Regions from separate parts of the Mus musculus genome. Here regions 1, 3, 4, 5 and 6 are each linked to region 2. A link is a contact called in public HiChIP or PLAC-seq, Micro-C and promoter capture Hi-C data. All regions are on one chromosome and are shown on one strand. Each heading gives the region's core, a stretch centred on a gene start, on an enhancer-like site or on the middle of the called end of the contact. The rest is flanking DNA. Distances are from core to core; before and after follow the strand shown. Region 1 overlaps Cspg4 (chondroitin sulfate proteoglycan 4). Region 2 holds the start of Commd4 (COMM domain containing 4). Region 3 holds the start of Ulk3 (unc-51-like kinase 3). Region 4 holds the start of Cox5a (cytochrome c oxidase subunit 5A). Region 5 holds the start of Rpp25 (ribonuclease P/MRP 25 subunit). Region 6 overlaps Ppcdc (phosphopantothenoylcysteine decarboxylase).

Evidence for each region. Promoter capture Hi-C pulls out the DNA fragments that hold promoters and counts their contacts. Hi-C and Micro-C count contacts between places; a contact is called where the count stands out from the background. HiChIP or PLAC-seq counts read pairs in DNA pulled down with a chosen protein or histone mark.
Region 1: a promoter capture Hi-C map of neural stem cells shows a contact between it and region 2. The contact joins the enhancer-like site here to the promoter of Commd4 in region 2. A contact is called at or near these places in 7 of 39 promoter capture datasets (the 3T3-L1 cell line, 3T3-L1-derived adipocytes, the C10 cell line and 4 more), 3 of 15 datasets of contacts at CTCF or cohesin (the NIH/3T3 cell line, embryonic stem cells and pro-B cells), 5 of 484 Hi-C or Micro-C datasets (the N1E-115 cell line and embryonic stem cells), 12 of 115 datasets of contacts at active chromatin or transcription factors (the 230-238 cell line, bone marrow-derived macrophages, embryonic midbrain and 6 more) and 4 of 9 other capture datasets (adipose tissue, embryonic stem cells, liver and 1 more).
Region 3: a contact with region 2 is called in an H3K27ac HiChIP or PLAC-seq map of embryonic stem cells, with 5 read pairs. The contact joins the promoter of Ulk3 here to the promoter of Commd4 in region 2. A contact is called at or near these places in 2 of 39 promoter capture datasets (the C10 cell line and pre-B cells), 1 of 15 datasets of contacts at CTCF or cohesin (pro-B cells), 2 of 115 datasets of contacts at active chromatin or transcription factors (embryonic stem cells and microglia) and 2 of 9 other capture datasets (adipose tissue and embryonic stem cells).
Region 4: a contact with region 2 is called in a Micro-C map of embryonic stem cells, with 1.9 times the contacts expected there. The contact joins the promoter of Cox5a here to the promoter of Commd4 in region 2. A contact is called at or near these places in 7 of 39 promoter capture datasets (the 3T3-L1 cell line, 3T3-L1-derived adipocytes, the C10 cell line and 3 more), 1 of 15 datasets of contacts at CTCF or cohesin (the NIH/3T3 cell line), 16 of 484 Hi-C or Micro-C datasets (B cells, the N1E-115 cell line, Th1 cells and 9 more), 18 of 115 datasets of contacts at active chromatin or transcription factors (the 230-238 cell line, the SCID.adh cell line, T-cell acute lymphoblastic leukemia and 11 more) and 3 of 9 other capture datasets (adipose tissue, embryonic stem cells and liver).
Region 5: a contact with region 2 is called in a promoter capture Hi-C map of the SN4741 cell line, with 5 times the contacts expected there. The contact joins the promoter of Rpp25 here to the promoter of Commd4 in region 2. A contact is called at or near these places in 13 of 39 promoter capture datasets (the 3T3-L1 cell line, 3T3-L1-derived adipocytes, the C10 cell line and 8 more), 9 of 484 Hi-C or Micro-C datasets (bone marrow-derived macrophages, embryonic fibroblasts, embryonic stem cells and 5 more), 13 of 115 datasets of contacts at active chromatin or transcription factors (the 230-238 cell line, acute myeloid leukemia, bone marrow-derived macrophages and 6 more) and 5 of 9 other capture datasets (adipose tissue, embryonic stem cells, liver and 2 more).
Region 6: a contact with region 2 is called in an H3K27ac HiChIP or PLAC-seq map of acute myeloid leukemia, with 3 times the contacts expected there. The contact joins the enhancer-like site here to the promoter of Commd4 in region 2. A contact is called at or near these places in 7 of 39 promoter capture datasets (the C10 cell line, the HPC-7 cell line, cranial neural crest and 3 more), 14 of 484 Hi-C or Micro-C datasets (the Ba/F3 cell line, the G1E-ER4 cell line, Th17 cells and 9 more), 25 of 115 datasets of contacts at active chromatin or transcription factors (the 230-238 cell line, the HPC-7 cell line, T-cell acute lymphoblastic leukemia and 15 more) and 3 of 9 other capture datasets (adipose tissue, liver and pancreatic islet).

Annotation. Positions count from the first base shown.
Region 1 is chr9:56,889,295-56,893,234 of GRCm38.p6, forward strand. It overlaps Cspg4 (chondroitin sulfate proteoglycan 4), which reads left to right. Exons shown (of 10, transcript NM_139001.2): 4 at 764-1,246; 5 at 1,696-1,872; 6 at 3,021-3,219; 7 at 3,323-3,457; 8 at 3,561-3,727. Among named protein-coding and RNA genes, the nearest start is that of Cspg4, 26 kb to the left of the region's middle. Within about 2 kb of position 2,302, at least 34 of the 459 cell types and tissues checked have an H3K27ac peak or open chromatin away from gene starts, as enhancers often do. A contact at or near this core is called in adipose tissue, bone marrow-derived macrophages and neural stem cells, where this site is marked.
Region 2 is chr9:57,155,719-57,159,704 of GRCm38.p6, forward strand. Commd4 (COMM domain containing 4) reads right to left here and starts at 2,581. Exons shown (of 8, transcript NM_025417.2): 1 at 2,554-2,581; 2 at 1,349-1,420; 3 at 1,057-1,122; 4 at 798-837; 5 at 454-573; 6 at 184-264. The coding sequence starts at 2,556.
Region 3 is chr9:57,587,820-57,591,473 of GRCm38.p6, forward strand. Ulk3 (unc-51-like kinase 3) reads left to right here and starts at 1,633. Exons shown (of 16, transcript NM_027895.1): 1 at 1,633-1,867; 2 at 2,505-2,645; 3 at 2,842-2,962; 4 at 3,395-3,499. The coding sequence starts at 1,766. It overlaps Scamp2 (secretory carrier membrane protein 2), which reads left to right. Exons shown (of 9, transcript NM_022813.3): 9 at 1-979.
Region 4 is chr9:57,519,120-57,523,268 of GRCm38.p6, forward strand. It overlaps Cox5a (cytochrome c oxidase subunit 5A), which reads left to right and starts at 2,113. Exons shown (of 5, transcript NM_007747.2): 1 at 2,113-2,296. The coding sequence starts at 2,209.
Region 5 is chr9:57,501,715-57,505,563 of GRCm38.p6, forward strand. Rpp25 (ribonuclease P/MRP 25 subunit) reads left to right here and starts at 2,388. Exons shown (of 1, transcript NM_133982.1): 1 at 2,388-3,733. The coding sequence starts at 2,523. The coding sequence ends at 3,122.
Region 6 is chr9:57,414,684-57,418,782 of GRCm38.p6, forward strand. It overlaps Ppcdc (phosphopantothenoylcysteine decarboxylase), which reads right to left. Exons shown (of 7, transcript NM_176831.5): 6 at 403-571; 7 at 1-43. Among named protein-coding and RNA genes, the nearest start is that of Ppcdc, 23 kb to the right of the region's middle. Within about 2 kb of position 2,813, at least 30 of the 459 cell types and tissues checked have an H3K27ac peak or open chromatin away from gene starts, as enhancers often do. A contact at or near this core is called in the HPC-7 cell line, acute myeloid leukemia, bone marrow-derived macrophages and 2 more, where this site is marked.

The DNA of each region.
Region 1 (3,940 bases), core at 1,052-3,551, 270 kb before region 2:
TGACTAAACATGTCAGGAAGTGTCCACACCAGAGGAGGCAGCATATGAACCAAGCTTTGGTGGTGCACACCTTTAATCCCAGCACTCAGGAGGCAGAGGCAGGCAGAGCTCTTTGAATTCAAGGCCAACCTGGTCTATTAAGAGAGTTCCAGGCCAGACAAAAGAAGAGGTAGGAGAAGAGTGGAGAAAAGAGAAAAGTATGGAGTATGGACAGCAAAAAAAAGTAGCAGATGGCATTCCAAGCTAAAAGAATGGATTCTGGGGGCTAGAGAGATGGCTCAGTGGTTAAGGGCACTGACTGCTCTCCCAAGGGTCTTGAGTTCAAATCCCAGCGACCACATGCTGGCTCACAACCATCCGTAATGAAATCTGATGCCCTCTTCTGCTGTGTCTGAAGACAGCTGCGGTGTACTTACATATAAATCTTTAAAAAGTGTGTGTGTGGGGGGGGGTGTATTCTGCAAAGGCATAGAATCAGAAGTGCAGTGTAGTTTAAGAGTGGTGCTTAGACTTTTTTGTGTGGGTAGAGCAGGCATTGAAGGAGTACTCAGCCTCCTTTGGGGTGGACCAAATCAGCAAACTGCTTAAGACCTGGGAGCCTGTGCTGCTAGGTATGGTGAGAGCGCCCTCTTGTGGTATATAGTGTCAGCTATAGCAGATCCTGAGCAAAGCATTAGCCACACGTGGCGACCGAGCCTGTTCTGCCACCTGAGGTCCACAACAGCCTGTGACCCCGTTTGTCCCCATCGTCTCTGTTGACTAGGTGGTCCAGGAGGCAGTGCTGCCTGCCGACATCATGTTCTCGTTGAGAAGCCCCCCGAACGCCGGCTACCTGGTGATGGTGTCCCACGGCGCTTCAGCAGAGGAGCCGCCCAGCCTGGACCCTGTGCAGAGCTTCTCCCAGGAGGCAGTGAATTCAGGCCGGGTTCTCTACCTGCACTCTCGCCCTGGAGCCTGGAGTGATTCCTTCTCCCTGGATGTGGCCTCGGGCCTGGGTGATCCTCTTGAAGGCATCTCTGTGGAGCTGGAGGTGCTGCCCACAGTCATCCCCCTGGATGTTCAAAACTTCAGCGTTCCCGAGGGCGGCACCCGGACGCTGGCCCCTCCTCTGGTCCAGATCACTGGGCCTTACTTCCCCACGCTGCCAGGCCTTGTCCTGCAGGTGCTAGAGCCACCGCAGCACGGGGCCCTGCAGAAGGAGGATCATTCTCAAGATGGGAGCCTCAGCACCTTCTCCTGGAGAGAGGTACCGGAGACACCTGCGCCTCCTCGGCTCTAGTTACTGGCACTGCTTTATGCTTTAATTTCAGTCTTCCCCTGAGAAATGGAAACGTTGTTGTTTACACACACACACACACACACACACACACACACACACTTCTTTTTTTTTTAAGAATGTAATATATATCATTGCTCTATTCAGACACACCAGAAGAGGGCACCAGATCCCATTACACATGGTTATGAAACACCATGTGGTTGCAGGGAATTGAACTCAGGACCTCTGGAAGAGCAGTCAGTGCTCTTAACCACTGAGCCATCTCTCCACATACACACTTCTTACCTGTGGAAATGTGTTCTAAAGGGATCTGTCTCCTGTACCTAACAATGGGACGTTAAGGGTGCTGGTCCCAAGATCCCTGTTGAGTCTTGGGCTAGCTGAAGCCTGACAACCAATCCTGGGTCTCCTCATAGGTGGAAGAGCAGCTGATCCGCTACGTGCATGATGGAAGTGAGACACAGACAGACGCCTTTGTTCTGCTAGCTAATGCCTCAGAGATGGACCGCCAGAGCCAGCCCGTGGCCTTCACGATCACCATCCTTCCTGTTAATGACCAACCCCCTGTTCTCACCACAAACACAGGCCTGCAAGTGAGTTCACTCCTGAACCTATCCCATCTCTGGTCCCAGAAAGAGACTAGAGTCCCTTCTCTCTGGCTCAGTGTCATCCTCTGTGAAATGGGTTCACTACCACAAACTTGGAAGGAGAGATGTGATACAGTGCTGAAAACAAAACGCAGTTGTGAGGTTTTGTTACTGGGCAGTCTTGGTTTAGAAAGACCATCCTTGACCTTGCCTGTCCTTGGACCCACCTGTTCACAGAAAGGTTTTCCCTCATGTCTCAGGCCCAAAATACCTAAAGAAATGTATTATAAGTCCTGTATTGTGGGCTGCAGGTTGGGAGCTCGAGGGTCACAGCAAATAAAGATCACAACGAAGCTTCCCTATATATAGGCTGAGGGTCTAGATAACTAAGGGATGCCTAAGTTGGAAATGATGTGTGGTAAATTGGCCACTAGGTGGCAATATCCACCCATGTTAGCCCCCTGGAGTCCAACACTGGTTTTAACTTACTCTCGGACTCTGGGAGGGAGAAGCAGCTCCTGGGTTTTAGAAGGACGTTTTCTGAGATGAGGGCCTCGTACCCAGAATGGCCTCAGTGACTGGCCCTGTGCCACATGGAACAGGGCTCTGGAAGAAGACCTTGCCCTGCGTGGGTGGGTAGCCTATGGGGCCTCCCCTGCACTGCACGGGTGGATTCCTAGCCGATTCAGCTAGGAATCAGGAATCAGCTCTCCGCTCTCCGCCTCCCTCCCGAGCTTCAACTGGCAGGAGAGCCTATTTCTAAGTGTTCTGCGCTGGCCAACACCATTGCCTCTGTCCTGTGCCCACCCGCGCCAGATGGTATATGCCATGGCAGGAGGAAAGGGAAGGCCCCCCCACCAGGGAGACCCGGCAGCACCTTTGGTCAGGGACAGGGATCTCTGAAGTAAGGACCAAACAGGAACATTTCTAGGCAGGAGGTTGTGGTCTGGCTTTGAGGTACAATTAAGATCAGGGCTGGTGGAGAAGGAACCTGCGTGACAGAAAAGGAGAATGAGAAAGAAGGCTCAGAATGGCACAGGTGTCCATGACAGCCGGGCAGAGCAGGTTGGGGGCCTGGTGAAAGTCCAAGGGCCAGGAGGAAAGGGATGGAAAGGACACAATGTGGACAGGACTTTCACGGTCTGTGTCCCTAGATCTGGGAGGGGGCCATTGTGCCCATCCCTCCTGAGGCCCTCAGGGGAACAGACAATGATTCGGGCCCAGAAGACTTGGTCTACACCATCGAGCAGCCCAGCAACGGACGGATCGCCTTGAGGGTGGCACCAGACACCGAGGTCCACCGCTTCACACAGGCCCAGCTGGACAGTGGGCTTGTGCTGTTCTCACACAGAGGTGGGTGCTGAGAGGGTTCTCCAGCCTCCTGGGGTGGGGGTACCTTGAGGGGAGGGAGCTACCTTGGGCCAACAGGACCCAGCTCCACCCACCCTGTGCTCAGGAGCCCTGGAAGGAGGCTTCCACTTCGACCTCTCTGACGGCGCACACACTTCTCCTGGACATTTCTTCCGAGTGGTGGCCCAGAAGCAGGCACTCCTCTCCTTGGAGGGCACCCGGAAGTTGACCGTCTGTCCAGGTAGGTCTGCATGCTGGCTAGCCGAGGCAGAATGGAGGATGGTAGCCCAGGACCCTTGTCTGGGCTCCTGTCAAAAGCTAACAGGCTCCTCCATGCTTCACAGAGTCTGTGCAGCCGCTCAGCAGCCAGAGCCTGAGCGCCAGTTCCAGCACAGGCGCTGACCCTCGTCACCTGCTCTACCGGGTGGTAAGAGGCCCCCAGCTTGGCCGACTCCTCCATGCCCAGCAAGGAAGTGCAGAGGAGGTCTTGGTGAACTTCACCCAGGCTGAGGTAAGGGCCTCACTCCTCAGCCACCACACAGACCCCAACCTTACCTCAGGTGGCTGCCAGCTGGAGCATCCACCTCACTGGCAGCTAGCTTCTCTGGATCCTGTCCCAGCTCAGGGTTAGGCCTCCAGAAGGAAGCCACAGCTGGATCCCAGAGGCTGACAAGGGCCCAGGAAGGAGGGCCAGAGGCACCCCAGCGGCTGGTGAGGGCATGAG
Region 2 (3,986 bases), core at 1,331-3,830:
CCCGTTGTAAGGCAGGCATGAGACTATATACCATGAATCTCAGAGAAAAGAAAGCTCGGGCCATAGTCATGAGATCCTCAGCCAGATCTAAACCCCTCAGCTGCTCTGTGTGTAATTGTGGTTCCGGCTTCCCCAGGAGCAATGGCGTTTGGCTTGTGCATGCTCCGTCTAGAGCACACTCACCACGTAGGCTACAGGCCCGAAGGTGCTCCTGCAGGGGGCTCTGCTTCTCTTCGTAACAGCGGCACAGGCTGGTGGCATGCTCTGCAGGCAGACGGAGCTCTGAGGGGGCTCTGCTGAGGTGGCGGGTGGAGACTGGCACTGGGCTTAAGGGGTGGGTCTCAGGCTGCAGGGCCCACAGAGGACTGGGACCATCTCAGGGCCAAGAAGGTCTCAGTGTATTTTCCAGGAACCCCTACCCATAGGTTTCCCTCCTGCCTGTTTGCACTGTACCTTTGGGCAGCCCCAGCTGCTGCAGCTCACTGGACAAGGAATCACTGTCGACACTATGCTTGGCTGCACTGGACAGGATGAAACTCAGCACCGCGACCGTGGCCTTCACGTCTCCAGACTCTAGAGACCCACAGGGGACGCAGGGGATGCCACCAGGGCCCCAGCCACCTCCCTGCCCTCATCTCCAGCTTTGGGTCCCAAATCTCCTGAACCCCATGCATGCATTGCTGTGGGACCAGCAAATAGTGGCAGAGGGTGTGGACAGGGCTGTCAATATGACTCTTCCCATCTGAAGCGGAAGGATCACGGAAGGAAGGCTGTGGTGCCCGGTTCGGGGTACTCACCAAACTTGGCATCAGCAGTAAGCTTCAAGATCTTCTCATACTATGGGAAAAGGCGGTCCTAAGTGGGTACCAGAGTCCTGCCACCAGCCCCCTGCCCCTGGCCCAGATCCTGTGCTAAGAATGGGCTGGGGCTAGAAAGAAGGAAGGGGATAGCCAAGGGGCGGGGAGGCTGAAGAACAGACTGCCCTGGGCCCCCTAAGTTTCTCGGACAGTGGTATCAGTTCCTGTACTCACATCAATCCCCTGCCCCAGTACTCACATCAATCCCCTGACCCAGAAGCTCCTTTAGCACCTGGCTACACAGCAGTCGCAGCTTCACAGAGGACTGAAAAGGATGTCCCTGTCTCAGCCAGACTGACCAACCTTACCCCTCACTGCTAGGGGACTGGCTGAAGGAGGGCCAGCCACGTGACCAAGGTAACAGAGCATGAGGCCCCATCCTCAGGGAGACTCCTTCACCACCCCAGCCCGCTTCCAGCTCCCAGTCCCAATCTCCTCCTTCCACCCTGAGCCTCTCTCCTCCCAACCCTAAGTAAACCAGTGCACTTAACAATTTTGGCCAGTGTGCTGATCTCTGCCAGGACCCAGTCGGGACAGTCCAGATCGCCACAGAACCGGAACCTCTGCAAGAGAGTAACGTGGGAAGGCAGGCTGGCGGTTGGGCTGAGGTGTGGCCAGGAATGAGTACTGTCTGGTCACCTGTTGTCCCCTATGTCCAGACTGTTGTGAATACTCTGCCCACACTGCCACCTGACCTCGTTCTGACTTTTACTCTCTGCATCCGTGGCAATTTTCCTTAAGTGTCTACCATGCTCCAGCCACAACAACTTGCCCGATTCTCCTTGTTACCCCAGCCCCACTTCTGCCTTCACCTTTGCTGGGCCCTTCCTGGTCCTAGGTTTTTCCAGGCTTGTTGGCAGTGCTGGGGCTCAAAGTCAGGGCCTCGGGCACATCTACCACCGAGCTACAGCACCAGATTCCACTTCCCATAATCTCCTAGTTAACAAAGCACTTTGGGCAGCCAGAGGGAATGCTCGCTATTTTGATAATAGTGATCCAAGTCCCAGTGAGACTTAATCTTTGCTTGTCTCGCTTGATCTTCACCAAGCTCTAGCGCGACAGGATGTGGCACTCTCAAGGAGCCTGGCTCATTCAGAGACTGCACGGCTGTTTCTTGTCTGAGGCTATTCTTTCTCTGCCTCCGCTTCTCATCCGGGTAACACAAATTACCCTTCACCGAGTTGCATCTTCAAGAGTCCTAACACTGCGCTCACGGTTCAGGAAAGCCTCTGCAGTTGGAGAAAGACCTACGGCTGCCAATTCTTGCTTCTGACTTGCCCTCCCCTTCTGCAGCTCGAATCCCGATGCCTGTATGGGCTGGACACTCAACACGCATCTCCTGAATGAATGGATTATGAATCAGAAAGCTTAACCCAATCCCAAAACCACTCCTTCGCTCAGGAAAGCGAGGAGAGGCTTCCTAACCAGTCCTAAGCATGTTTTCGTCCTGTGACCCGACAGTCAGGGAAGTGGGTGACCCAGGGAGGTCCCTTGGGGGCCGTGGAGAGTCTGAGAATCCGGGAGGTGGGACCCTCCGGCCCAGGGATGGACGCGAGGAAACGCGGCTGCGCCTGCAGACTCCGACGTTCCGCCGCGCCCAGGCAGGCGCCAGTGAAGATTGTCTCCTTAAGCTCCTAGAACCACCGAACCCCTTTGTCGCCCGATACCCAACTTCCCATCTTTCCCAATCCCTCACCATGATGTCAGGAGATCCAATCCAGAGCTTCTTCCGGCTTGACTCAGGTCAGCTGACTCTGTGATCACATGACACCTACTGGTACAGGGAGGGCGGACCGTTAATGTAACCAATTGAGAATGCATATTCCTCCAGGAACAAGCAGCCTCTAGCGTTTCACCGGGATTATCTAAACAGAAGGGGATGGGTGGAAATAATTCCATTAATTACTTGGAGGGAGGATCCCATGATCCACGAGTATTGAAGTGGGTTCCACGGTTTCCTTCTTAAGCAATACCGTTATAAAAAACTATGGACTATGACAAAATATTTTTTAATGAAAATCTTACTGACTGCCTAGGGCGTGAGGGCACGCATCTGAAATAACAACACTTGAGAGGCTGTGAGGCAAAAGGATCAGAAGTTTAAGACAGCCTGGACTACAGAGTGAGACTCCAAACCTAAAACTGCCCAGATGGCTTAGAGTACCACCCAAGTTCGAACCCCGGAACCTTGTATAAAGGTGGAAGGAGAGCGCCAACTCACAAAAATCGTTCTCGACACAAGTATGGCCACGCTTGCAGCACACACACACACACACACACACACACACACACACACACACACACACACTAAACCTTTCAGGTGCCTAGCACCCATGTAAAACTCTGGACTAGGGGGTGTAAATAGAGATAGGTGGATCCCCAGAGCTCACCAGCCTCTTAGTCAAACTAATCTGTGGGCTCCTAGTACAGTAAGAGGCCCGGGTTGGACAGGTAGGGGTGGGGGAGTGGAGCTCGAAGACACTTAGCAAATGATGTTGACCTCTGACTGCCATGTGCACACAGGGGCATTCACACACACACACACACACACACACACACCCCAAATCACCCACCTATACACTAAAACAAAAATATATTAATGAACATAAATAAGACACTATTAAAAATATGATGCACGTGCAGGAAATTATATGTAAGGGTGAAGCTAAAAGAATCTTCATAAACTGTACCCCTCACCCCCGTGTAAACATAACCAGTAACCAGATTAAAACAAACAAACCCAGAATGTTACTAGTACCCTCCCTCCTCATATCTCCTTCAAGTCTGGCTGTTTTTTAAAACTCCTTATTGATTCTTGGAGTTTCACATCATGCACTCCACTTCCCTCATATCCACCCTTCTTCCCCAAATAAAACACAAGCACAACCACACATACACATACAAGCACACACACACCACCACTACCAACAACAACAACAACAACCAAGCACAGAAAAAGTTCAACTTGGCCAGGCGGTGGTGACACACACCTTTAATCCCAGCACTTGGGAGGCAAAGGCAGGGTGATTTCTGAGTTCGATGCCAGCCTGATCTACAAAGTGAGTTCCAGGACAGCCAGGGCTACACAGAGAAATCCTGTCTTGAAAAAAAAAACAAACAAACACCCCC
Region 3 (3,654 bases), core at 383-2,882, 430 kb after region 2:
GATTTTGTCTGGAAGCAATGGGACTGTTTTCCCTGAAAACAAATGGACTCATGTGCTTGGGATCATGGGCCAACCTGGGCTCACTGTACTGGGGATTTTCCACAGGCACCCTGTACTTCACTCCCTCCCTCTACAGGCTCCATGTGTATTGGGTCTCCACAACCTTGCCTTTCATGCTTGGGCTTCCTAAGTCCCCCAGTGGCTCTACTCTAGGTGAGCTGTGTTCTGGGTGGGAGCACAGAAGTCTCCCAAGTCCTCTTCCGGTGAGCTCCTGGTGTTCTTCACAACCGAGTCATGACCCTGTGCCTGCTACGACTCATGTGTGATAGCACCTTGTGCCCTCTGGGGGCCCTCCCTAGCCTCTCTTCAGACTTCTGAATGTACAGTAAGTGGGGTTGGTTGAGACTTGGGGGATGAGGAGGGGACGAAGACAAGTAAGTCAAGTCCTGCCCAGCCTCTACCAGTCTTGTGAGAGGGTAGATGTCTGCTTGTTTTGGCTTCTCTCCTCCCAAGGGACTCTGCCCCTCTGCCTTAGCTTGGCCCCTGCCTATCTTCAGCAATACTCACCTCTTAAAACGCTTAGGGTCTTTTGGAAGAAATCAGTCCTGAACTATGTCCTGCAGGCAGGACTGCCGAGCCTTCTTTCTGAGGGTTCTTCCCACAATGGAGTCTAGGTCCCTTTCTACTTGTCCTGGGGGCTCCACGGGTGTGTCACTGCAGTGGCACCTAAGAAGCCGCTGTGGAAACCTGGACCCTGTGTTTTGTCAGTACTGCGAGAGCTCACCAAGCTGGCCAGTCTCCTGCCCCTGGGAACTGGGGCCCTCCTGAGACTACCCTCATGCTGTCAGCCCTAGAGCCACCAAGTGGTAATGTCAGCCACCGGGGTTTTGTAAACTTCCTGGTATTATTTTCCTCCATGTACAGATGTATATGTCATGTCTCAATTTTTGTGCTTAAATAAAAAGATTTTCGGACAGCACTGGCCCTGATGTCAATGGTGGACTTGGGAGGGCTATAGCCTACTGAAGTACAGACTAAGGGCCTACTAAGATAGGTGAGGTGACAGTTAAGGTTGTTGGTGGCTGAGCTGTGCTGGACGACAGACCACTCAACTCTAGGGAAAGAGTTGAAAGGCAGAATCGAGGACCCTGGCAATGGCAACTTGGTCTCTTCCAAAGGCATTTAAATTGTTTTTCGCCAAGCATAGTGGCACATACCGTTAGTCCCAGCACTCCGAGGCCAGACTGCTCTACAAAGTAAGTTCCAGGAGAGCCAGGGCTACTCAGAGAAACCTTGTCTTCCAAAACCAAATAAACGAATGAATAAGGGCCAGAGCACGTGTGATGATCAGAGAAGAACTTGCTGGAGTCCGTTCTCCCTCGTCACCCTGTGGGGCCCTGGGATTTTCATATCCACTGCTTCTGGTCTTGAAGGGCAGGGAGTGAGCCAGGCTCTTCCTCCCGCCCCCTACGTAGGTGGTCTCTAGGATGCCATTCCCATGTGATCGTGTCCGCAGTCCTCGACACAACTCTACACCCACTAAAGCCTCAGTGTCTGAAACCTGCCTGGCAATCCTTGGCAGAGGGTGTCACCCAGCCCGCTGCCGGCGGGGAGGAGCCTCGGAGGGGAGGTGTCGAGCCGCGCTTCCGGCGGGCAGCGCCGGGGCCCTGCGGAGTCCCGCCTCGCCGCCCCTCGAGCGCCCCCAGCTTCTCTGCTGGCCGGAACCTGCACCCCGAACCAGGAAGCACCTGGCGGCGGGCGCGGGATGGCTGGGCCCAGCTGGGGTCTCCCTCGGCTGGACGGTTTCATCCTTACCGAGCGCCTGGGCAGTGGCACGTACGCCACGGTGTACAAGGCCTACGCCAAGGTGGGTGTGGGCGGGTCGTGCCGGAGGTGTCCCGGCGCCGGGCACCCGACTCCCGTGCCAGCCAACTCCCTGCAAGCCCGGCTGGGTCACGGGCCAAGCTGAGCAGGAAAGGCGACCGCCTTGAGAGCAGTAAGGCCACAGTGGCTGCCCAAGCTGGTAGAGGAGGCTGGAGCTAACCGCCCCTTTTAGGTTTTAAAAACAGCCACGCCAGTTTGGTCTGGAGGTGCGGGCGATGACCTAAGGGAATCTCTGTGTCAGTGGCTGAAGAACCGGCTCTGCACGGAAGTTGCCTTAGGGGCTGGGAGGAGTCTGGGGTCAGACTCCCAGGAGGCAGCACCAGTTAGAATGCAGAGTGGATAGCTCTTTAAATAGTGACATCCCCCGCCCCCTAACCCTCCCCGCCCCCCCTCTAGAAAGTGATGCGGTGGGTTAGAAGCACGGCGTTGGAGAACACTTGCTGGGGTGGGATTCCCGAATCCGGATGCCTCGTTGATTTGAGACGTGGAAGCTGGGAAACTTGGAGGTCCATGGAGAGTGGACAGACTCCAAACAGGGGAAAGTTTGCAGACTCAGAGCCCACTCCAGCCCATGGGGTCGGCCCCTTCAAAACAGACACCCCAAATTTTCTGTACCACAGAAGGATACTCGGGAAGTGGTAGCCATAAAATGCGTGGCCAAGAAGAGTCTCAACAAGGCGTCAGTGGAAAACCTCCTGACTGAGATTGAGATCCTCAAGGGCATTCGGCACCCCCATATCGTGCAGCTGAAAGACTTCCAGGTCTGAGCCCAGGAAGGGGTGCCTCCAAAGGCGGCTGGAGAAGGGACAGCGCCTAAAGCTGTCTCTCTCTCTCTCTCTCTCTCTCTCTCTCTCTCTCTCTCGCTCCCTTTTTTTGGGGGGGGTTCAAGACAGGGTTTCTCTGTATAGCCCTGGCTGTCCTGGAACTCACGCTCTCTCTCTTTACTTGCAACCACAGTGGGACAATGACAATATCTACCTCATCATGGAGTTCTGTGCAGGGGGTGACCTGTCTCGCTTCATTCATACCCGCAGGATCCTGCCTGAGAAGGTGGCCCGTGTTTTCATGCAGCAGTTGGGTAAAAAGCTTGTGACACACCCCGTGGCTTCTTCTCCCCTATCCCAATGCTTTGCAGTCTGCCATGTTGTGTCCCTAGCATCTGTAGGGAATTCAGGCTTCCACATGGAGAACATGATGTAAGAACCTTGTGGCATCTTCCAGGGCCCAGTAGGTGGAACCCAAGTGCTTTAGTGAGGGAGAATGCAACGTCCTTAAGGGCTGGGGCTTTTCTGGAGGCTCCTTGAAGGGAGGGTGGTTTTATGAAGGGTACAGAGAACAGGCACTTGGGAACTCTTAGAAGTAGCCAGAGTCTGTTGCTTCTATATATTCTGTAGCTCAGCCAGAACAGCGCTGCAGTAATAGAGCTGTACGGGGATAGGTGGAGGCCTGGGGAGGGGAGAGGCAGGTGGGAAAGAGGCTCTGACTTATTTTCTGGTGGCTGACTCCTCAGCTAGTGCCCTGCAGTTCCTGCATGAACGAAACATCTCTCACTTGGATCTGAAACCGCAGAACATCCTGCTGAGCTCTTTGGAGAAGCCCCACCTGAAACTGGCAGGTCTGCGTCTGGAACAGCAGGGTGGCAGTTCATTTAGAGTGGGTGAACAGTGAGCTCCTGGCTGTGCTGCTTCCTCAGCGGCCTGGTTCCCAGGGGTCGCTCTGTTAAGTCATTAGTGACAGATCAGGAGGTGTAGAGCTGAGCCCGGCGCCAAA
Region 4 (4,149 bases), core at 863-3,362, 360 kb after region 2:
GCAAAATAAAAAAACTTTATAAAGCTATAGTAGCAGAAAGGCAGTCAGAAGTTCCTTCAATGGGTGGGGGTGGGGATAACCATTCTTGGACTGAAAGTTCTGGAACTAGAAAGTTGTGATGATTACACCCATGGCTATAATAAACATCAACTGAGTCTGTATCTTTAAAAAGGCAAGTGTTACTTGTGAGTTAAATCATTCTAAACAAGCACTCCGCCCCTGAGCTACATCCCTGGCCTTTTAAAAAAATTATTATTAGATATTTTCTTCATTTACATTTTAAATGCTATCCCCAAAGTCCCCTATACCCTCCCCCCGCCCTGCTCCCCAACCCACCTACTCCCTCTTCTTGGCCCTGGCGTTCCCCTGTACTGGGGCATATGATCTTCGCAAGACCAAGGGCCTCTCCTCCCATTGATGGCCGACAAGGCCATCTTCTGCTACATATGCAGCTAGAGACATAGCTCTGAGGGTACTGGTTAGTTCATATTGTTGTTCCACATATAGGGTTGCAGACCCCTTTAGCTCCTTGGGTACTTTCTCAAGCTCCTTCATTAGGGACCCTGTATTCCATCCAATAGATGACTATGAGCATCCACTTCTGTATCTGCCAGGCACTGGCATAGCCTGGCCCTTTTGTAAAAAACAAACAAGCAACAACAAACCCACTTTCTTCCTTAAATTGTTTCTGTCACATATTTTGTTGTATCAATTTAAAAAGTAACTAAGAGCTGGTGAGCCAGCTCCTTTAATCCCAGCATTCAGGAGGCAGAAGCAGACAGGCCTCTGTGAGTTCAAGGCCTGGCAGGGCTACTATGAAACCTTAGTGTTCTATTGCTGTGAAGAGACCACAGCAACTCTTATAAAAGTAAGCATTTAACTGGGGCTGGCTTACAGTTTTAGAGATCAGTGTCCATTATCATCCAGGCAGAAAGCACGGCAGGAATGGTACTGGAGAAGTAGCTGAGAGTTCTACATTTGAAGGTAGCAGGAAGAGAGAGACTCTGAACCTTGCATGGGCTTTTGAAACCCCAAAGCCCACCCCCAATGACACACTTCTTCCAACAAGGCCACACCTTCTAATCCCTCTCAAATAGTGCCACTCTCTGATGACCAAGCATTCAAATATATGAGACTATGGGAGCCATTCTTATTCAATAACTACCACACCTTATAACCAAAAATAAAATTAAGATAACTAACATATGTCCCATAATTGGCTCAGAGAAGTCAAGATTAGGAAAGCCAATTCATGGATTCATACTCGTTTAATCAAGGTACATTTTTTTCATTTTTCGTTTACTTATTCATCCGTGCCTTCATTTCATTTGTAAAGTTTATTTACATGTATGTGTGTGAGTATATAGCACAGCACAATGTGGGTACTTGTGATGTCCAGAAGAGGGTGTCAGATTCCCTTGGAGCGGGAGTTACAGACAGTTGGGAGCCACCTGATGTGAAGTAAACGTGAGTCCTCTGAGAGCGCAGAAAGTTAATAAACTATTAACTACTGAGCCACAGAAAGCACTTTATCCACTAAACCGTCTATCTTCCTAGACCCTAAACAACGTAATTTTTGAGTCGGTTTCCTAATGGGTAAAAGTAAATAATTGGGCTTTAGTGGGTGGGGGAGGATCATGTGACCCAGGCTGTCCTTGAATCCCCTTTCCCCCTGCCTCCAAAATGTTGATTATTGTCTTGAGTCACTACTCCCAGTATGATTTTTTTTTTTTCTGAGACTCAGGTTGCATAAGAGAGCCTGAAATTCCTAATACTTAGCCTGTAGAGGGCTAGAATTATAGCATACACCAACGCGCGGGGGCAAAGCGGTTATTCTTATTATAGTTTGCCGTTATTATCGCTACAATTCCAAATTGTGATAGTCTCCTCTGTTGGCGATTCCAAATCCACATTGTCCATTGCTCACCCTGCCTTTCCTCCCACGCAGGAATGTTCACTACGGTCACCCGGGTCATCGGACCAGCTTTGGCGCGGCGCCGACGTGGTTTGTCCTCCACGGCCGCCGTAGCCGCCGGCGACCGCATGGCGCCCCACCCGCTTCCGTAGGCGCGAGCTCCGCAGTGGGCCGGCCTTATGCTCCGCCCAGCGTGCGTCGCTGCGTGAGTCCGGCCCCCGCGAACTGCTGTACCGCCCGCGAGCTCACACCGGCTTCTCGTCAGCCTCAGCCAGTGCGCTGTGGTCGCCGTCATGCTCGCCGCTGCCCTCCGTCGCTGTACCGCAGCCGCGGCTGCCCGAGGCCTCCTGCACCCCGCCTCGGCTCCCAGCCCCGCCGCCGGTAAGGTCCGCGCCCGCCACAGCCCTCGCTCGCGTGTCCTTGCTGTGACCTGGGCTCCCGCCGCCACTCGAGGGCAGGCTCCCTGGCGGCCTAGCCTTTGCCCTGCGAGCCGGCATTGGAGCCCGGTGACCGCAGTGCGTCCGCGGCCGTCTGGAGTCGTGTAGGAGACTCCTCCGGGCCTCCCTCCCCGCCACTTCCTGATGCCGAACCCGCGGCCAGTCAGGTGTGTGGACTTGCCGGGGTCGCCGAGGACGAGCTCAGCACTTCCTTTCAGTCTCTGGGCCGTGACCGTTCCCTGCGCTGACCCCGCAGCCACCTGACCGGGAGTGGCCCCCGCCGGCCTGCGGCATCTTGGCGAAGGTGACATTGAGCCTCCGGGCGCGCCGCCCGCCTCTGCGTTTCCTAGAACACAATTTGATTCCCCAGTGGGACACAATACCCTTTTAGCCCTGATCAGGCAATTCTCTGCTGGCATTTTTGTGTCACCTTCATAACTGGGTACGGCCACGTTTGAGGACTGTTGAGCCACATTTTAGCCCTGCGTTTCAAATAGATAATTTAAAGTGTGGTTTCTTGCGGCTTGTAAGAGAGCCTGAACATTGACAAATATTAATGGAAAGAATGATAACGTTTACAAGATTGGGTACCAAATACTGAGGAATACTGGGTGTACAAACATGGGAAAGCTTCGTGGATTCCCCTCCACCCGTTTAAAATGAGAAGCTTCAGTGCTGACTTATGAAGTATTATGTTTGGTTGCTTGTTTCCCCTTCTGTGTGATCAGGAGATTTTGTGTCCCATCACTGTCCACCCCCATTGCTGAGGGGGAACCAAGGGCCCTGCATTGCTAGATAATTGCTCTGCCACTTGGTGTGTTCTCAGACCCTCTCCACTTAGCACGGTACATCTATCTTACTTTTGGTTTTGTTTGGTTGTGGTATGTGTCAGCTGTGTAGCCTGGCTGTCCTGGAACTCTTTGTAAACCAGGCCGGCATCGGCCTAAAATAAATAGGAGTATTTTATTTTAGAAACAGGGCCTCTATAGCCCAGACTAGACTAGAACTCAGAATGGTACTAAAAGGGCTATCGAGGAACTTATTGCATTCCTCTTGCCTCCTAAGTGCAGGGATTAACCTTGGGAGCCACCACACCCGGCACAGGCATTATACTTTAATCACAGTAGTTGTGTGCTTGGATCCTGGTCTGAGATACATTAGTGTTTTATGAGATTTAGTTCATGTGTGTAGATATAAAAATAACTTAGCCAGGTACGTTGGGACCAACACTCACAGGGAGGTTTAAAAAAGAAAAAGAAAAAGGTGGATCTCTTTGTGTTCCAGTCTAGCCATGGCCTCACACACAAAGAAGGGCCTCAGACACTCCAAAATTGTTTCCTTGATTACTGGAACCTAAAGAATTTTTTTTTGGCTTCATTTAGTTTGTCTTTTGTAAGGCATTGTATTAACAACAAGAGAGTCGACTGTAGGGAGTTTAGGATTTTTTGGTGGGAAGAGGTTAGATAGCATCTTAGATAGTCAAGGGTGGACTCAAAAGTAGCTGTGTAGTCATGATCGTCCTCCTGCATCCACCTCTGGAATGCCTAGGACCACGGGTGTGTGCCACCACACTCAGCTTTGGAATGCATTTAGGAAACCTGGGGAGTGCAAGGGCTCATAGGTTAAGAGTACTTGTCATTGCAAAGGACCCAGGTTCGATTCCCAGCACCCTTTTCTGACTTCCTTATGCACCCCACAAGAAGTACATACACATAATGCAGGCAAAAATACATAAAAAGTAAAATCAAAAAGAGAAACCAAGTAGATGCTCATATTTTACAGAAGAAACTGATGCCT
Region 5 (3,849 bases), core at 1,138-3,637, 350 kb after region 2:
GTACCTTTGTTTACCCACTTTCCCCACGTTGGACCTTCTTCCTCCTCCCGCTGTCCTCTGTCCCCTTTTGGAAGGTTCCTACCTATCTCGCACGATTCCTCCTCTGGCCTTCTTCCCATCCTGGTATCGCTTCTCATATACCCTTCCTCTTCATCCTCCTCACTTAATCTCCTTCCTTCCAGCCTCCCGCCTTTCTCCCCTCTCTGACACCACGGCTTCTTCACGGTCCAACCGGTTTCTTCGGCTCACCGCCTCTCTGCCAGTTCTGGGCTTTCAGGCTGCCAGCATCGAGCTGTCCCCACATCCTTTTCCCCCATCACCTCCCCACTTGCACAGCCGGCAGGCGATGGAGAGAGCTGACAGCGTAATGAATGGCTTCAGCTGTAATTAGCGACCCCGCGGCTAATCACGATGTGCATTTACATTTTAAGTGCTGCTGAGGGAGCTGGAAAGGAAGCGATGCGCGGGCGGGGAACCGGGCCTTTTCTGCGTTCTCCCTCCACAGGAAAATAAAGTGAATGGGAGAGTCTCTGGCAGAGGGTAGTGGTACTGGGAGAGGGTGGCGGTGTCCTTGAGGGCCAACTTGGGTAGAGGCACAACCATTCACTCTTTTCAGAACAAACCTGCTGCCCCCAGATCTTCCAAATTGTAGTGTACGGCCTACATGATTTCCAAGTTGTTTAACCCAGGCTTGCATACTCCAGGGAACGCAGAGCTCTCTTCTTTTCCAACCAGCACATTCCTACATAGCTTCTAGTCTTTCTGGAACTTTTTCTCAGATCAATCCAAAACTGCCGACTTTAAGTCCACCACTTGCCTGAGTGCACTCAGTCGTGGGGTCTCCCCAAGGTTGGGACTCCAGAGCCTGCTTCTCCCTGTGAAATCTACAAGAATTAAGATTAGATCCAGGGCAGAGTCCCAGTTCGGGGCACACTCCTGGAGTGTGAGCAGGAGATTGGAGCCAGTCACTCACACTTGAGGTAAAAATAAAAAATAAAAAGTCCAGCTGCTGCAGCCACACTCCAAGAAGAGATGAGATATAAGCTCGTTGTTCTGAGCTGAGGGGCTGAGAATTGTCACAGATAGCAAAGAGGAAGAGGAGGGCCGGGCAGCTCTCCCCCTAGACTGATGCTGTGCTCATCCAAACACCATCTTGCTGATACTTTGAGAACACCGTTCCTTACAGTCCTCAGTGCGTCTTCCTTCCCGGTGCTTCCCACGTCTGTCTGATTCCCTCCCTGCCTTTCCATGGAAACGGGATTGAATATTGAGGGCGTGGCCCCAGGCCAGGGTCACTCCTTATTAAACAGTCTTGCTTTGATCAGACCTCATCTTTCTACTGCCCACCTCACCTCGCAGCAGAGCCCGAGCCTCTGCTCAGATTCAGTGGAGTTCCCAGAGTTTGCAAGTACCCGCCCCCACACACACACATTCCGCCAAGGCACTCCACCCTGCCTCCCACCTCTTAAAACCTGTCTTCTCTCAGTCTCCTTTTAACAAAAACAACCCTCTGGATTTCTAGAGGCCAAGGCTGACTGGCAAGGAATTCCACCTGGAATTGGAAGTCAGGAATCCGGCGTTAGCTCGGGCTGAGCCACGCTCATAAACATGTATGCAGCTCCAGTAAAGGACTTTCAGGCATGAATATAAGAATTTAACGCCTTGGAAGAAATGGTCTCCTGTTCCCCATTCACTTTAGGCTGGCCCAACGCATCACTTCCTGCATTTCAGAGGTGCATAGGTGCCGGGAGCCTGGAGGTATGATCAGGAGGAGCAAAGCTTAGTGTCTCTCTAAGCAGCTACGCAAGGACCAGGCCACGACGTAGCGGTCCCAGCCCAGGGAAGGCGCTGCGTGCAGCCGCAGCCAACGCCTCCCACTCTCTGCTGACCATGCACTGGCTGCCCTTGACGCAAAAATATAGTAAGAGAACGGGAGGGAGGTCCCTGGAGGGGTGGAGTAGCGAAGCCCCAAAAGGTGGTTTGGAGATCTCTTACCTAGGAGGGGTCTAGGGATGCCCTTGCGCTGGAACCCCGCAGGGCTCAGGGACCAGGCTTGAGTCGGCATTTGAACCTTAAGCATAGTATTTATTTAGGTTGTTCCTGCATAAGGTCTGGTTCAGGGAGAACAGATGGTGACTTCGGAGAACTTCACCTCCCAAATCACCCGTGGCTCTGTGACCCCAGCCGCTGAGCTCCAGCGCTGGATCCCAAAGGCTGGAGGGACTGGGACAAGTCACGCAGAGTTGGGGCGGGTCCTGGGCGAAGGGGCGGGTCCTATCTGGCTCCCAGGCGGAGCTTCTGCTAAAGGCGCGGAGCACAAGGTGCCGAGGGCGCAGAGTAGAACATCACTACCCTGTAGAAGTCTGGGCTGAAGACTGCACGTTCCCAGCCCACCCTCCAACCTTCACTCGGCGCCGGCACCCCAATCCCTGCCAGCTCTCGCCCGGCACGACCCGCGGCCATGCAGCCCCGGGCTTGAGGCGGCCCCATGGCAAAACCTGCGATCCCAGCGACGACGGCGCATGGAGAACTTCCGTAAGGTGCGCTCGGAGGAGGCGCCGGCGGGGGACGGTGATGAGGGTGGCAGCCCGAACTCTGGCCCTTTTGCAGATCTGGCACCCGGTGCTGTACACATGCGGGTCAAGGAGGGCAGCAAGATCCGCAACCTACTGGCCTTCGCCACCGCCAGCATGGCGCAGCCAGCCACGCGCGCCATCGTCTTCAGTGGCTGCGGCCGGGCCACCACCAAGACCGTCACGTGCGCCGAGATTCTCAAGCGCCGCCTGGCGGGCTTACACCAGGTCACGCGGCTGCGCTACCGGAGCGTGCGCGAGGTGTGGCAGAGCCTCCCGCCTGGGCCCACACCGGGTCAGACGCCCAGCGATCCGGCCGCCAGTCTCAGTGTACTTAAGAATGTACCGAGCCTCGCCATCCTACTTTCAAAGGACGCACTGGATCCACGACAACTTGGCTACCAGCCTCCGAACCTCAGTCCTGGTCCTTCGTCCCCTCCTACGGTGTCGACGTCCAAGAGGAGCCTGGGGGAATCTGCTGCTGAAGAAGGCACCGCTAAGCGGTCTCAGCCTGAGCCAGAGGCTGAGAATGAGGACAGGACCGCCTGAGAATTCTCGCCTCTGAGCCACCCAGACCGACTGAATCATATATCTTCAACACTCCTGCATACCTTTCAACACACGCACCTTTCATACCTGGGTTTTAAGGGGCCCATGTTCCTGGACACCGGTCCTCAGAATGACAGCGCGGATCCCAAGGCGACAGGAGAGAGCTCAGGAATGAGAAGAGAGGATCCTTGAAGTCCAAGGAAACTTTGTGGGACATGTTACCAGAAGCCACAGAACACCACCCACACCTTTGCTAGGCCGTCTTTTTTAGGGAAGCATGGTGGGTAGTGGGACTCTTGAGCTTTCTTGGGGACCCAGACGTTAAAAGCACCCAGTATGCATGGATGCTGACAGTTGAGGCTTTAAAAATCATCTTTGCTGTTAACTGAGAGCGGGAGCTACGGAGCTGATTACTTGAGGATGGCCAAGTTGAAAATGTCCGGACCCTATTCTGCACCCCCACACACACACACACCCTAGCAATTCCCTTTTAGCATCCCTCCCCCACCCGCCTTGCATGATGGCTGAGAGGGGACTTAGGACAAAATCTGCCATGCTTCCTCCCCGAGTCCTGCTGGAGTCTTGCTTCCAATAAAACAAACGTGAAAATGGCTCTGTCTTCAGTTTTGTTCTTTTTTTCTTTTTCCTTACCCACTCGCCTGTGCAGAGACCACTTTGGCATGCTTGCCTTCAACCCTATTAGCCTTTGGAGTCTTCAAGGTCAGAC
Region 6 (4,099 bases), core at 1,563-4,062, 260 kb after region 2:
ACCTTAGCCACAATGGTCTCCACTTCAGCCATGGCTCCTAGACCTGGAAGCAAAGTTTACCGTGACTAAGAGGCACCAGACGAGCTGACCTGGCCTGTGGCTACCACGCAGATCTCCCTTGTGTACTCTGCCCACATCCTAAGGCTGAGAAGCACAAGTCCAGCTCTGCCTGAGCTACCATATCTATCCCTTCCAAAACAGCCCAGGACAGGCCCGGGAGTCCCTCCATTAACAGTGTTCTATTGCCAGGGGCTCCACCAGACACTTCACACATACTGTCTCGCTTCAGCCTAGCAAGCCTAAGAGACAAGGATTCATTTCTAGATGAGAGAGCTGAGCTCAGAAAACAGCTCTGTCTAAGGTCACAATGGGCCAGAGACCCACTGCACCACAGAAGCCTACCTTGGTCTCCACACACCAGCTTCTTGCTCACACAGGGAATCTCCACGTAGCCAAAGGCCTTGAGCTGGGCTACCTGCTGTGCGGTGAGAGGATGCTCCCACATGGCAGTGTTCATGGCGGGGCAGAAGAGTAGGGGCTTGTTTAGGTCCCAGGCCCGGATGACACAGGTCTATAAAGAAGGGGAGTGGGGGGAGATGCTGATGCTCTGCCTACTAACCCTTCTCGGTCCTCCCAAATCCTCCCTACTGTCCTTGCCATGGTCAGCAGAGCAGCTGTTGCCTAGGGATGACGGGGTATCACCCATCTACAGAGATCTGTTCTTGCATCCTTGGGAGGGAGGGCTGTCTCTTCATCCCTCATCATTTCCACTCAGGCTCTGGCTTGGTCCTAGACACAGGAGATACCCAATCAGCACCCACAGTGACCCAGATACCTCCAACAGACCTCCATCCTGTATACAATGACCCTGCCCAACAGCCTAAGTCTCCACACAGGCTCACAACTGAAGGACAGAGAAGCAATCCCAGGGGGACAGGAGGCCAGCTTCACTATTCACTGGAAAGCTAGGAACCAGACTGTTCACGCTCTACTCAGCAACAGTTCTACTTCTGGGTAGCAACAGTTCTACAACTAAACTCTGAGAATGAAAACATCCAGCACACTGTACCCTTCGTCATCCATTATCTCAAGAACCCTTACTGTAGCCCTATAAGGAAGGTATTGTCCCTTGTTCAGAGATGGGCAAGCTGCAGCTCCCTGAGAGATAAACAGTTGTCCAAGGTCACACAGATACAAACAGCGACCTATACAGCCATCCTTTTGACTGGGCAGCCTCACCATCTCCCAAAGCCAGACCATACCACCAGGTCACACACCAGAGCAGACCAGTTCAGACCTTCCCTCCCTGATTATTTCCAACTCAGAGTCTTGAGATTTTGAATTCTGAAGTCATGCAAGCTTGATATCAAACCATGGTTGAATGCTAGGTATGGTGACATGCGCCTGTAATATCAGCCCTCTGGAGCCTGAGACAAGAGAATCTCAAGTTCAGGGTCAGACTGGAATACATACCAGGACCCTGTCATTTTTATTTTATTTTATGAAAAATCTTGGGGCTGGCGAGATGGCTCAGCTGGTAAGAGCACTGACTGCTCTTCCAAAGGTCCGGAGTTCAATTCCCATCAACCACACAGTGGCTCACAACCACCCATAATGAGATCTGACGCCCTCTTCTGGTGCGACTGAAGTCAGCTACAGTGTACTTATCTATAATAATAAAGAAATCTTTGGGCTGGAGCGAGCAGGGACCGAGCCTGCCAAGGAACTACCCAAGCCAAGAAGGGCCAACCGGAGCAGGGTAGCCCAGAGTGAGCAGAGGTCCTAAAAATTCAATCCCAACAATCACACGAAGGCTCACAACCATCTGTACAGCTAGCTATAGTGTACCCACATACAATAAAACAAACAAATAAATGAAAATCATTTTAAAAAGAAAGGAAAAAGTTGGGCACTGTAGCATACTCCTTTGATCCTAGCCCTAGGGAGGCAGAGGCATACACAGCTCTCCCAGTTTGAAGCCAGCCTGGTTTACATAGCAACTTCTAGGCCACCAAAGGCTACATAGATCCTGTTTCAAAATAAAATAAAATAATTTTTTAATTAAAAAGACTGTGAATGTTTTTAATGGTGGTGTGGTATAGTAGTAGTTTTTTGAGGCACAATCTCACGTAGCCCAGGTTGGCCTCTGAACTGACAATGTGACAGAAGACCTTCTACTCTTGGTCCCCTGCTTTCCTAAGAGCTGATGTCAGCGGTGGGTACCCCCAGGTCCCAGCAAAAATGCAAAAGCTTTCAACATTCTCAGCTGAGAGCCTGGTACTAAGTACGGGTCCCACAGCTAGGGTTCCTGCATTACCCCAGGCCCAGGCTTGGGAGGCCACAGACTGCTCCTGAAGAAACGGGTTTCCTGTGCTCTGACTTCAGCAGCCACCTCCTCCTGAGAGCTCCCGGGGATACAGCAACTATGACACCCCTGCTCAGAAAGAGTCCCGAGTCCCGAGTGCCCCTGCCCCCTCCTGGGACAGCAAACAGTCTGGAATCTGGTTGCTTGCCTCGTCCCAGGCATCAACATTGGTCTCCCACCAGCTCCTCTCAAGAAGACAAGCTGGCTGTGGGTGGACACCTTCAGTCACATTTCTTCTTGGCTCTGTGCTACCTGCTGCTTTGACAGAGTCATAAGCAAACCTAGAAAGGACCCTTGATGAGTGGTGTAGGAACGGGGTGGGGCTGGGCTCTAAGAACCCTCAAAACAGAGCATGCTGACCACAGCAAACTCCAACCTGTCTGCCCTCGGCAGGGCTACTTCCCAACTGTCTGACTCGCAGCTCAGTGTTTCCTGGACAAACCACAGCTCCTCTGAAGCAACTAGCAGTAGGAAGGGAAGAGGACACTGCCGCTCCAGCCAAGTGGCTGGCAGCATGCTGGGTGCCTCAGCCTTGGCCCTGGGAATCTGCTCAGGCATGGCAGACGGCTGGATCCCAGTCCAGAGACTAGCGTCAGACTGGCAACCTGGGGCATCGACTCCTCTTTCTGGACCTGACAACTTAGCACAGAAGCCAGGCCAGAACAGACGGAGACAGCCATCCCCAGGCATAGGGCCTGGAGAGCAGGACTGAGAACATCTAGCAGGCTCCTCTCCAGCATCCTTCCAATGCTGGAGACAACTGCCTGCAAAGAGGGAGCAGGCTGAGCATCCTTCAGGTCTCTAAGAAGATACTGAGGAGGAGGTGGCCACACCACCTAGAGTGCCAACAGCTCAAACCGTAACACCAGGGATTGTGTCAGACATCTGTCTTCAAGGGAAACTGAGGCAAATGCTTAGTTTGGGGAACATGTTCCACTGTCCAGCCAATTCTGAAGAAGAAAACCTCAAAAACAGAGGTGTAGCAAGCAGCCTGGAAGAAAAAAAAGCCAGGCCCTCAGGCCATGCCTGCAATCCCACCTGGGGAAGGAAGAGAGAGGGGATCAGGATTTCCAGGCCAGTTGGTCTACATGACATTATATTTGTTTTACATGTCTTGACCACATATATGTCTGTGTATCACAAGTGTGCCTGGTGCCCACCAAGGCCAAAAGAAGATGCCAGATCTCGAGACTGATGTTACAGACAGTTGTGAACCTCCACGTGGGTACTAGGAATCAAACCCCAGTCCTCTGAAAGAGCACCCAGTGCTCTTAACCTCTGAGCCATCTCTCCAACTCAGCTCAAGACTGTTTCTAATGGGGGAGGAGCAGCGCATATAACAGCAATAACAATAACATCAACAACAAGGGGGGTGGCCTGCATCTTCAGAGGGAAGGAGGAAGCCTAAGAAAGTGGCTGGGGTTCAGCTCTGAGGTTGGAGTGTTTTATCACATCAGCTGCTGCTAACCTCCCAATGGGAGCGCAGCAGGGTGCACGGCTGAGTACCCCCTCTCCAGTTTCTACTAGGCAGTGACAACCATGCTATACCCAGCTCTGCTTCCCTGTCCTTCCCAGTCTGCTCCTGGCCACAGCATCAGGGAGGGTGTTCCTCCCATCCTATATTCTTAGTCTAACAATGCTTGGGTCACCAGCAGCTTCCCAGAAGAGCGCCTCATAAGCAAATAAGGATACTAGTGTCCGCCTTTCTTTTACACACCATCCTGGGAAATGAGT